Linked DNA regions of Mus musculus: region 2 is linked to region 1. Evidence: chromatin contacts called from public promoter capture Hi-C data. All regions are on one chromosome and are shown on one strand. Each heading gives the region's core, a stretch centred on a gene start, on an enhancer-like site or on the middle of the called end of the contact. The rest is flanking DNA. Distances are from core to core; before and after follow the strand shown. Region 1 has its middle 240 kb from the start of Lmx1a. Region 2 holds the start of Rgs5 (regulator of G-protein signaling 5).

Region 1 (5,994 bases), core at 1,306-3,805:
TACATTCAAGTTAGTTTCTAGAGCATCACACACTAGCTAAGCTGGGTGTTTGGCACACAATAACTTTCTGGTTCCTTTTAATTCCTTCCACCTGTCCCATGAGCTACTCCATCAGCATCGGGATGCCTCTTGGACTGTTGTGCTCACACTCTCCTTTGTCCTTTGGCATGTCACCCTGTCCACCCTGCACTGTCCAAATATGTGCTAATGAACCATGACAAAGATGCACCCTTAACCTTGAAGGGTACATCTTGAGGATCTGTCCTTTGACGGACACCCACAGAATGGATGGATTCCTCCTTATATAGTGGGAATGTCAGAATGCTTGGACCCAAAGTATAGAGGTATAGAAGAGACTGAATCGTCCCCTCCCCACCTTTGGTTCCCTGGTCTAAGGACTGGAACCAGACACTGTCCCGGCCACTCTGGGAAAGGCCAGTGCCACCTGCTGGTGGAGCTAGTCTGAGCTCACATCCTCCTCTGAGCTCCCATGGTGGAGCCAGTCCCAGCAACACATCCTCATCTGCTAAGGTGGCAGCCCTGCAGGGGGCTAATGAGAAGGGAGGTGGAAGGCAGGAGCTTCCATGGCACAAGTAATTATAGCGCCTCAAGCTGCTGACAGGGCAGTCAGCTGCAGGGCTGCTGGCAATGGTGACTGCTGTTACTGCGCCACAAAGTCTCTCCCTCCTAATGAGGTTATTACTACCCCACTGGCTGATGGGACCCTCAGGCCTCTCCTCGTTATGCCTTCCTGCCTGTAGGTCCAGGCTAGCCTTCCAGACAGCCTCAAGGTCTAGTCAGTATAGTAAAAAGGAGCGCTCGCTTGCACATGGCATTCACTTGGTGCGTCTTTGCTCAGTCTTGGCTGGCTTCTGGACTGAGCAGGGGTGTGAAGATGCCTGTAGTGCCCAGGAATCTTAATGACCTGTGCTGCCCTTTGCTGGGGCGTTGTTAGTGGCTCCTGACTGATGCTTCTCTCTCATGCCTTTAATTCTCTTGGGGGGGTCTCTCTCCATGACTTCTCACCTGGGTTGGAATGCATCCTTCCTACCAGTTCTCAGCTTCAGTGTTTTGTGTGAATCCCACTTACCTATGCTATAACACACTGCCTGCCATGGTGGTGGCTTCAGCCTGAGCCTGTAAGAGTTATTGAATGAGGAGAGGGTATGATGGGAGTGGGGGACGAGGGGTGGTGGTGTGGGGGATAAGGCACTTGCCAGCAGGCACTTCTCAAGCAGGTATGCAGGCCTGAGTTCAGTCCCCAGCACCCAAGCAAAAAGACGAACGCAATAGCAAAAGCTGCGTGGGGAGCCGGAGGCAGTCAGATCCCCGAGACTGCCTGGATAGCTCTGTATCATCATTGGTAAAGCCCAGGTCCCGGGGAGTGACCCTGTCTCAAAATGCAAGGAGGGTTAGCAGCTGCAATTAACTTCTGGCCTGCACACACATACCAGCTTGCATACAGACAAGTTAGGAGAATGAACCAAAGAGTTAGCTGCCTAGCTTGAGTGGGAAATCTACAGCAGCTTCACAGAGAGGCTCACAGAAGAGCCGTCCCTGTGCGAGTTGAAATCTCCCCACCCTCTCTTAGACACACACACACACACACACACACACACACACACACACACACACACACCATCACTGCATTTTGACAACCCTAGATCTCTTGGTTAGGATTTCTAGCTCTTTCCTGGGGTCAAGCCCATTCTGAGGGGCAGATACTGCCCAGCCTGACATCTCTCTCCATCTTTTTTTGCAAATTACCTCTCTTGCCATTCTTTTCCAGCCCCTGCCTTTACCCTACATCTTTCAGTGCTAGAACAGACAGGGAAGCTAGTATTCCTTCCGAACCTAATGACTTCAGTGGATGTCTCAAAGAGGATTTCTGGTTGTTTGACAATGACCGTGCTCCACGCCCTTTGCAGACCTTAAACCCCCCTTCCCCCCCCCCCCCACAGCAATCTCCTGGCCCTGTCTGGATGACACCGGGAAGAAAGAACAGGATACCAATGGCCAAAACCTTGGAACAAAGGCATGGACCCTGGCAGGAATCAGCCCAAGCTCTCTGCAGGCAACTCAACCTGAAGCTGCCTGGGTTCAGTGAAACGCCCCGCCGCGCTCCACCTCTCTCAACAGCTGGCCCGCGTGTCACAGCCAATTAGGCTTTGGAGGGAGTGAGAGAGAAAGGAGTGACACCGTGTATTGACCCCCGCTGTCACGGGGCAGATGTGGAGGCCAGCACGCGGCCCCCGCGCGGCCACGCCGCTAATTAATCACCTTGGCCACCGAGTCGTGACAGCGCTTTGCTTTGCGCGATGCCAGGAGCCTGGCACCTGCAGAGAGACGCACTCGCAGGCAGGGGGCCCTACACCAGCCATCCCCCTTCCTCCACTGGCCCTCCAAGCCGGGTTTCTGGCAAGTTCTCATTGCAACTGTAGTGTTAAAAGGAAAGGCAGAACAAACTTTCCAAAGTCAGTGATTATTACACACATCGCAGGGTGGAGGAGCTCGTGAGCAAGGCAGACACAGAGGGCCGTGCTCAGATGCAGAGGGAGGAGCTAGGAGAACCGAAGCAGAGCATGCTCTTTCTGAGTAAGCTTGTACAAATGGGACTGTGCACCCTAGGACAGCAGCTCCTGAGACACAAAATTGGGTTTATCTGAGCACAAGAACAGAGTTTCTTATCCTTTGTGTTCCAACTTTGGGCACAGTGTACCATGCAGACGTGCATTTATAAATAGTCAAAAAAGGAATAAGACAGCTGGCTGTTACTTTCAAGGAGCTCCTGGCCAGCTGTGGACATAGGCACACACCAGGTCATTCATTGCATGGCAGCCCGCACTGCAGAGTCTGGTGTGTTGGAGGGGTGGGCATGGGTGTAGAATAAGGGCCAAGAAGAGCGACAACAACCTGTGTTTCAACTGCAGGACATTCAAGTGATCCTGTTTGGTGGACAGGGGCAAGTCTTAAGTGAATCATACCTTATTCCTATTAAAACTCAATAGCTTTTCTCCTACAGGTAAAGTCTGCACCCAGCCATTTCCAAACTGATTGCAGACAAGGCTGTCTGGGCCAATGGGAAGCATTGGAGAAGACTGTGCATCTATGTGGGTGTGAACTTTTTGTTGTGTGTTTGTTTGTTTGTTTGTTTGTTTGTTGTTTGACACTGAGACCTATTACCCACATAGGCTTATTGGAAGGAATATCAATTCAGTGTGAGGAGGAGTGAGTTCAGGTGTACTGACTGTGGTGGTTTGAATATGCTTGGCCCACAAGGAGTGGAACTGTTAGGAGGTGTGGCTTTGATGGAGAAAGTTTGTCATTGTAGGGGTGGGGTTTGAGACCCTCCTCCTAGCTACCTGGGAGTCAGTCTTCTCCTGTCTGCCTTTGGATCAAGATGTAGAACTCTCAACTCCTCCTCTACCATGCTTGCCTGGATGCTGCCATGCTTCCTACCATGATGATAATGGACTGAACCTCAGTACCTGTAAGCCAGCCCCAACTAAATGTTGTCTAAGAGTTGACTTGGTCACAGTGTCTGTTCACAGCAATGAAAACCCTGACTAAGATACTGATCAATGTGCAAAGAGCAAGAGACTATGGAGTGTTCAGCCACAATGGGGCATCTGTGTTACCCCTACCCCAAGACTTAGGGAACACAGTGGAAAAGGTGGCCAAAATATGTCAAGAGCCAGAAGTCTTCAAAGGCTGCTGCAAAATAATGTCTTTTGGAAGCAGCAAGGCCTTTGCACTCACAAGCTCTCAGAAGCTGTAGTTTGTGGTGCAAATCCACAAATCTGATGTGAGACCAGGACAGTCAATGCCCCAACATGAAGAAGGAAGGGCTCAGGAGGCCCCATCTCTAGTTAAGGCGCTAAAGGCAATTGGCGAATACTGGAAGGGGGGTCAATTTTCTCCAGCAGTGTGGCCTGTGGTAGGGGGTTCATGTTCCAATAGACGGTGCCCCACACCCGTGCACATATAGGCAGCAGTAACTGGTCTCAGTGGGTTGAGAAAGAGACAGAGACACAGATGGGGGGATGGGTACAGAGGTAGGGAGAGAGGATAAAAATTAGGAGGGGGTTGTGGGGGCTCTGCAAGAAGTCAGAAGGTGAATATGGGTATGCCCTAAGTACTTGACAGTTGTGTATTAAGTTGAAAGACAATAAATATGTTAAAAAGGTTGAAACATAGCCTCATCAACTTGTTCCTCAGTATATCTGTAGATGCCTCCTTTGGACATAATTTTTATTTTGCTGATTAACTTTTGAATGAGGAACCAAATTAAACATTAAAAAAACAAAGCACAGTGAATTGGTCTGAGGGGGGGATGGGAAAAATGGGAAAAGGGACCCCACAAAACAGAGCACAGCATGTATGACCTCCACCTGCAAAGTGTGCAGTCTTAGTTGATGCTGCTGCAGCCAAGTAAAATCAGTTGCCTCCATCTGCTTCAGGGAGGCAGCCCCTTTGGTGATGCCTGTAGCCTGCAGCCCCTCAGAGCCTTCAAGATATCTTTCTAGAGGGAAAGACTGAGATGTCTCCCCAGACCTAAGGGAAAAGGTTTCTGGTTTAAAAGACAAAGACTCCATCTAGTGGTTGAATGAAACATCGCAGCTCCTGTGTCACAATTTCAAATTGAAGAACTTTATTAAAGGATTACAGCATTAGGAGGGTTGAGAACCACTGCTGTAAACTGAATGTATCCCTCCTGCCCCTATACACAGCCCTTCATAGGCTACAGTGGCACTTCACAGAGGAGACAAGGAAGGCACTATCTTAAGCCGTCACATATCTGATTTTTGGATTGTCATTTCCAATTGAGACTCGAGTTTCTCCTGAGGGCACAGCAGAGCGTGCAAGAGGTCACTCCAAAGTTCACAAAATCTCTTTGCCATCGTGCCTACTGTGATGGTTTGTATATGCTTGGTCCAGGGAGTGGCACTACTAGGAGGAGAGGTCTTGTTGGAGTAGATGTGGCCTTGTTGGAGTAGGTGTGCACAGTGGGCGTGGACTTTTAGACCCTTGCCTGGGAGCCAGTCTTCTCCTGTTTGCCTTCAAAACAAGGTGTTGAACCCTCAGCTCCTTCTGCACCATACCTGCCTGGGAGCAGCCGTGTTCCTGCCTGGATGATAATGGACTGAACCTCTGAAACTGTAAGCCAGCCCCAATTAAACGTTGTTCTTATAAGATTTTGTGGTACATTTACACAATGGAGTACTACTCAGCTATTAAAAAGAATGAATTTATGAAATTCCTAGGCAAATGGATGGACCTGGAGGGCATCATCCTGAGTGAGGTAACACATTCACAAAGGAACTCACACAATATGTACTCACTGATAAGTGGATATTAGCCCCAAACCTAGGATACCCAAGATATAAGATACAATTTGCTAAACACATGAACCTCAAGAAGAATGAAGACTGAAGTGTGGACACTATGCCCCTTCTTAGAATTGGGAACAAAACACCCATGGAAGGAGTTACAGAGACAAAGTTTGGAGCTGAGACGAAAGGATGGACCATCTAGTGATTGCCATATCCAGGGATCCACCCCATAATCAGCCTCCAAATGCTGACACCACTGTATACACTAGCAAGATTTTGCTGAAAGGATCCAGATGTAGCTGTCTCTTGTGAGGCTATGCCAGGGCCTAGCAAACACAGAAGTGGATGCTCACAGTCAGCTATTGGATGGATCACAGGGCTCCCAATGGAGGAGCTAGAGAAAGTACCCAAGGAGCTAAAGGGATCTGCAACCCTATAGGTAGAACAACATTATGAACTAACCAGTACCCCGGAGCTCTTGACTCTAGCTGCATATGTATCAAAAGATGGCCTAGTCGGCCATCACTGGAAAGAAAGGCCCATTGGACTTGCAAACTTTATATGCCCCAGTACAGGGGAACGCCAGGGCCAAAACAAAAATGGGAATGGGTGGGTAGGGGAGTGGGGGGAGGGTATGGGGGACTTTTGTGATAGCATTGGA
Region 2 (6,002 bases), core at 1,751-4,250, 1.7 Mb after region 1:
ACTTCATTTTTAAATTAGTATTATTCTTGGTTTCTTTCTTTGTTCTGTAAAGCCTTGTTTTGTTATTATGTTTTTGTAAGACCTTATAGCTTCACAAAAGCTATAAGACACTCTACAGAAAGTCTCTGAAAAGAGAACCTGTCTTAGTTAGGGCTTTATTGCTGTGAAGGGACACCCATGACCACAGCAACTCTTAGAAAAGAAAACATTTAATTGGGGCTGGCTGTCAGTTTCAGAGGTTCAGTCCTTTATCATCATGGTGGAAAACATGGCAGTGTACAGGCAGACATGGTGCTGGAAATGGAGGCCAGTGTCTTCATCTTAATGTGCAGGCAGCTAGGAGAAACTGTGAAACACTGGTCAGACTTGAGCTTCTAAGACCTCAAACCTGCCCCCAGTGGCACACTTCCTCTACCAAGGACACGCCTACTCCAACAAAGCCATGCCCCCTAATAGTATGGCTCACTATGGACCAAGCTTTTACATGCAAGAGTCTCCAGGGGTGATATCTATTCAAACCACGACAGAACCTAAACAACATTTTTAGCGTGCTAGGGCATTACCCATAGAACCAACAAGAAGGACCCCAGTTACCCCTAATCTTAGAGGTACTCCTATATCTCTTAGGGCTCCCTTAGAATTGGCCCAAAGGTTTTACTGACACTAACCTCTTGACATCTCTCCTTCCTCCCATCCAACATGGGATCAAATCAGACTAAGCAGGATGAATCTAATTGGGGTTATTGTCAGGTCCAAAGGAAACTCCATTTTCCCAGACTCTAAAACGAAGGGATAAATGGCTATCTGCGGTGCCTATTAACACATGCTGGCCTCCAGGATCACTTGGTCTCACGAGAACCTGTCACACATTCCAGAGTCCATGCTAGCTAGCATCCTGGCCCTTCTCACCCCCTCCACTCCCCTAAACTTCCCCAGCCCAAGGCTTCCCTCCCTGTGGCTACAGCTACTCATTGTCCTTAGTACCTTGATGTCTTCCATATGCTCAGTCTCTGTCTTCCTCTCTCAGTCACTCCCTCTCTGTCCCTGTCTCCCTCCTCCTCATCTCTGCTCTCCTTCTCTCTCTGTCCCTTTCTTCCTCTCAGCTCTGTTCCTGCTTCTGTCATGCCCAGGTCCAGTCTGCTGGGCATGTTCAGTTTAATTTCTCTCTCTGCTCTGGCCGCTTCTAGACACCCCTGGCTGTTCTCTCCTTCATAGCTACAATAAACCCCCCTTCTTACCCATACCATAGAGTGGCCGTGCTGTCAGTTTATACAGTTGCCAGGGACAGTGGAAAACAAACCATCAGATGCTTAATCATGGCTTCAGAGAACATTGTGCAGAGACAAGGAGGAAAGCTGTCAGGATTGAAATGGAGTCACACGGGGCAGAATAGTGGCTGCTTGAAATCTCACGACTTGGGAGGCTGGCAAGGAACAGAAGTTTGAGGACAGCCTGCATGTCATAGTACCAAGACACCTCTCTCTCTCTCTCTCTCTCTCTCTCTCTCTCTCTCTCTCTCTCTCTCTCTCTCTCCCTCCCTCCCTCCCTCCCTCCCTCCCTCCCTCCCTCCCTCCCTCTCCCTCTCCCTCTCCCTCTCCCCCCACCCCCAGACAGGGTTTATCTATATAGTACTGGCTGTCCTGGAACTCACTCTGTAGACCAGGCTGGCCTTGAACTCAGAAATCCGCTTGCCTCTGCCTTCCCGGCGCTGGTGTGCCACCACAGCCCTGCTCAAGACCCTTTTCAGGCTAACAGAATGCATTTGTTTGTTCCAGACTTTCCGAAAGAAGCTAAAACCAGGAGTTATGCAGAGACGGTTCTTAGCAGGGAGCTTGACACCCTGAGTGTATTCTAACCTTGGTTCCTTCTCCTGTTCCCTTTGGGGTTTTTGTTTTCAGTCACAGGCCTATCTCACCTCAACCCTGAGGTGTTAAAGCAAAGGGGGACCAGGAGGTTATGGACTTATCTGCCAGGAACAAACCTTCTAAGGAGACACTTGTGTTCCCCTCTTTGACAACCTGACTGCTGACTGTTAAAGAACTCCAAGCTATTACTGCCCCCTCCCTCTCCCCAATCTCCTTCAGGGAGAGGAAACGGCTGAAGCCCTGGGGGCATCCAGAACAGGAATTTGTCTCCTGGAAAAAAGATTTACAGCTTGTGCAATGACCTTGACCTTGTGTCAGACTGGCTTGTGGGAAAGACCCAATGTTGAGACATTAGTGGGCAGGGGAACCTCATTTTGCCTTTTCTCTTTAGCTAGGTGTGTCCCTTGCTTTCTGTTTATGCCCTCCCTCCTGTCAGGCCTGTAGTAGATAGACTAGGGTCACACTGAGCAAATCTCCTTTTTCTGCTCTTCACCATTAACTTGGCTCCCTTAATGGACTCACTGAAGAAAAGACCTGATTAGGACTTGTTGGGCACACAGGCTGTGACCCCCTAGGTCTAGTGAAGATGTGCCAGGGCAGTTGTTGCTTACACCTAACTGCACCAATGTAAGACACACCTGCATCATCAGAGCCTGGACTGGTCCTTTTACCTCGGAATTCCTAGCACCCATCTGAGTGCTCAGGAGATGAGAGATCCTCAGCTAAACACTCTCTCCACCGTGAAAAGAAGCCGTTTCCTCCCCTGTGAGTGGGTTTAGTGTTTGTATCCCAGGACCCTTGGCAGATCTGAAATGGCTCAGGGTACCTTGCTTTCAAAGAAAGCCCACATCGTCGTTCTGGCTAACGTCAAATTTCAGTCTTCAGGCACTAATGATCTTATCTCAGTTTAGGCTCCAACACAGCCCTAACTAAACAAACAAGAGACTGTGGGGACAGAAGCCACCAGAAACATGCCCCAGCAGTGCCTGAAGTCAGGAAAGACTCCCAGCCCCCACCGAAGGCAAACTGCTGCTGAGCTCCAGCCCACAATTTTCGCCCAGGCTGCTGATTGGTCCTCGGAGCCACGGAGCTGTGAGAGAGCTTGTATATATTCCTCAAAGGGAAAGGCTGCCCCAGATTATTGAAGTTTCCACAGACGGTCAGCTGTTGAGAGGTTCGTGCTCAAGTTGAGGATCTAAGCCGCCAGCCAAAATGTGTAAGGGACTGGCAGCTCTGCCGCACTCATGCCTGGAAAGGTGAGAACTGAAATTCTTCAGTGTAGGAGATGAAAATGTGGTGAGCCTTCACTCAAGGGAGGATGCCCAGAGGCTCTGCGGGATGGGGTCCCGCTGAGATGAAACTGATGCTTGGTAATAGACTTGGCTTTGTCTTGTCTGTAGCAGTACTGAGATTTGGAAAGATCTGAGCTAGAGATTCAAAAGGAGATAATCCATGGTCATTTAATATACAGAGTACCAGAGCGCTGTTCCCCCCAACCCCCAGAGGGTGTGTGTGTGTGTGTGTGTGTGTGTGTGTGTGTGCGCGCTAGAAAGAAGGTAACTCCCAACACCGAAAAATAAAAGTATCTGGGTTTGAATTCTGTCTCCCCTACATATTTCCTGGGTAGCTTGAAGCAATTTCTTTAACCTCTCACTTTGCACATCTGTAAAGTGGAAATGGGAAGCATGTCTATCTCACAGGGTGGTTTTGAGGACTGAGTGAGTGAGTGGTCATGTGTGGGAAGTGCTCAGAAGAATGTCTGACACAGTAAACTGTGGGAAAAGTGATCTTCATTCACACAGAGAGATTGGGGTAATGAGGACTCTGCAGGCAGTTTGCAGTGGGGCAGAGGGGGCTTCCCATTATTCCCTATTCATTAGATAGGAGTAGCTTGGTTACTGGGGGAAAAAAAGTCCCTGAGACACAGGGTTTGTCTATTACCTGGAGCTCTGAGACACATGGTTGTCTAGGACTGTGTTGTGGTCTATAGAAAAATCCTATATCTAAAGTCGTCATCTTACTACAAACTTAACAACCCAATACCCGACATGATCTGTGTAGGTAGAAAGGTTCTGCTCTGTAGAGTCCTGATTGATTTTACTTTGACCCTCAACCATTAAAGGGAGTAAAACTGATTCTTGCACAGCCTCCTCTGTCCCCAAGGGTCAATGTCTGTCTGAGAAAGTCATACTGTTTAATGGGCCACCAAAGACTTTTACCTATTTAAAATGTCACATTTTCTTTGACGTTTTTCATTACAGCAATAAATTTTAAGTGATTTTTTTAAAAGAAGAAACAATGGAACATATTCCCTAGAGTCAGAGATGTAAATGTTTTAAATAGATGAAGATAGAAGGAACCAATAGCAGTGACATCTGTAGCTGTATCCACCAGACCAGGGGGAGAGAAGTGGATTCCAGGACTGGGAATTGTTCATTATTCCCACACCCCATGCCTCCCACCTCTCCTACAGAGAGCTCCAGATAGGTGCAGTGCTTAGAACTGAGTGGCATCCCAACTTCTTTGAAGACCAGATGATCCACCTTTGCTTTCTCTCCAACTGTGAGAGTCACACGTTGATCGTTGACCGTGCACAGCATAGAGGGATGAGTGAGCATGGTGAGCCTTTAGCTTACTTGGTATTTGCGTTGAACATCATTAATGCAGTGGATGGAGCTTACATCATTACACTGGGTGAACAGTTGATGCTGTTTATGTGATAGTCTGCAAGGGTTGGGGCATCTTGATATTGTTACTCCTCTTGCCCTAAGTTTTTATGGGAATAATATAGTTTTTAGAGAGCTATAGTGGTGGTATTTTTGCAATTATTTCTTTTACTATCATGTATTGGATTCATTAGCAACATTGGAATTTATTTATTTTTACATTTATCATTTATTCACTAAAGCTGGGACTTTCCAGTTGGGGACTGGTGTTGTTCTTGCTGGAAATGTATGCATTTGAAACCCACTGTAGCTGATAACACATCGCGGAATTCATAATGTTAAGAACACAGCAAACTAATAATGTAGAGGAGAGGCCACTGAGAAACTGTGGATTCTTACTGATGAAACCGTTTCAGTTATTTCAAGCCTGTGCACATCTCTTAGGCATTTGGATGACAAGCCACACCCTGCTCACAGGATAGTGTGCCCCAGGTAGGAAGGTAAATGAGGATGCACATCACGGAGTGCTATGGACCAGCAGGGAGGAATAAATGCAGAGTACTACTAGAAGTCTAAGACTGAGGACTGGATGGGCCTCAGAGCTTTTGATAGTTGGGGAGGACTTCACAAGGGGTTAAGAAAATGATGCTTAAACTACTGTTACAAGGCAGAAGAGTCAGGCATGTCTGTGTAGGAGAAAGAGATGTGAGGGATGCCTTTAAGGCCAAGGGGACAGGCTGCAAATACAAACAAGGACATAAGAGGGTACAGATAGTTTGGCCAGTGTTAATATAACCTGTACCAGCACTCAGGCAACATATGTTTTTGTTGTGTGTCCACTGTGAGGACATCCCATCACTGACTCTCAAGGTCCTTCCTCTGTTGGAGTCTACCACCTCCCATCAGCACCTCCTGCAGAGCAAGCATTTTGTGTGGATCTTTGGGGAGGCATTTAAGATACAAACCACAGCAGGGCTTAGTGGGTGGTTCTTATGGGACCCCTCCCCTCACTGTGTTTCATATTCCACCATCTGTAATGAGATCCTTGGGTACATGTTTATCAAGGAGGGACACCTCCAAGTTTTTAGCTGTACTCGATACACCTCACTCATTATTCCATGGTTTGGATTTGCTTTGTCCCCCAAGGATATGTATGGTAGAGACCATCTAATAGCATCATAGAATATTAAGAGCTCTGGCTGTGGCAGGTGGTTTATTATCACAATAACAAAACACCTGAGAATTAATATCAATTTACAGAGAGAAAAGGTCTACTTTAGCTCCAGGCTTTGGAAGTTCTAATCCATAATCATCTGGCTACACTGATTTTGATTTCAGAACTGTTTACATGAAAGAGTGCATGGCAGAACAAAGCTGTCCACCTCACTCCCATGTAACAAAAGGATGGAAGGGCGGAGGTCTCACACCCCACTGTGAGGACACATCACACCATTGGCTTTCTAGGTCCTTC

What was found. Promoter capture Hi-C pulls out the DNA fragments that hold promoters and counts their contacts.
Region 2: a promoter capture Hi-C map of second pharyngeal arch cranial neural crest shows a contact between it and region 1, with 7 times the contacts expected there. The contact joins the promoter of Rgs5 here to the enhancer-like site in region 1. A contact is called at or near these places in 4 of 39 promoter capture datasets (hippocampal neurons, liver, maxillary cranial neural crest and 1 more) and 1 of 9 other capture datasets (embryonic stem cells).

The regions. Positions count from the first base shown.
Region 1 is chr1:167,927,681-167,933,674 of GRCm38.p6, forward strand. No RefSeq gene overlaps it. Among named protein-coding and RNA genes, the nearest start is that of Lmx1a, 240 kb to the left of the region's middle. Within about 2 kb of position 2,556, at least 61 of the 459 cell types and tissues checked have an H3K27ac peak or open chromatin away from gene starts, as enhancers often do. A contact at or near this core is called in second pharyngeal arch cranial neural crest, where this site is marked.
Region 2 is chr1:169,652,501-169,658,502 of GRCm38.p6, forward strand. It overlaps Rgs5 (regulator of G-protein signaling 5), which reads left to right and starts at 3,001. Exons shown (of 5, transcript NM_009063.4): 1 at 3,001-3,121. The coding sequence starts at 3,078.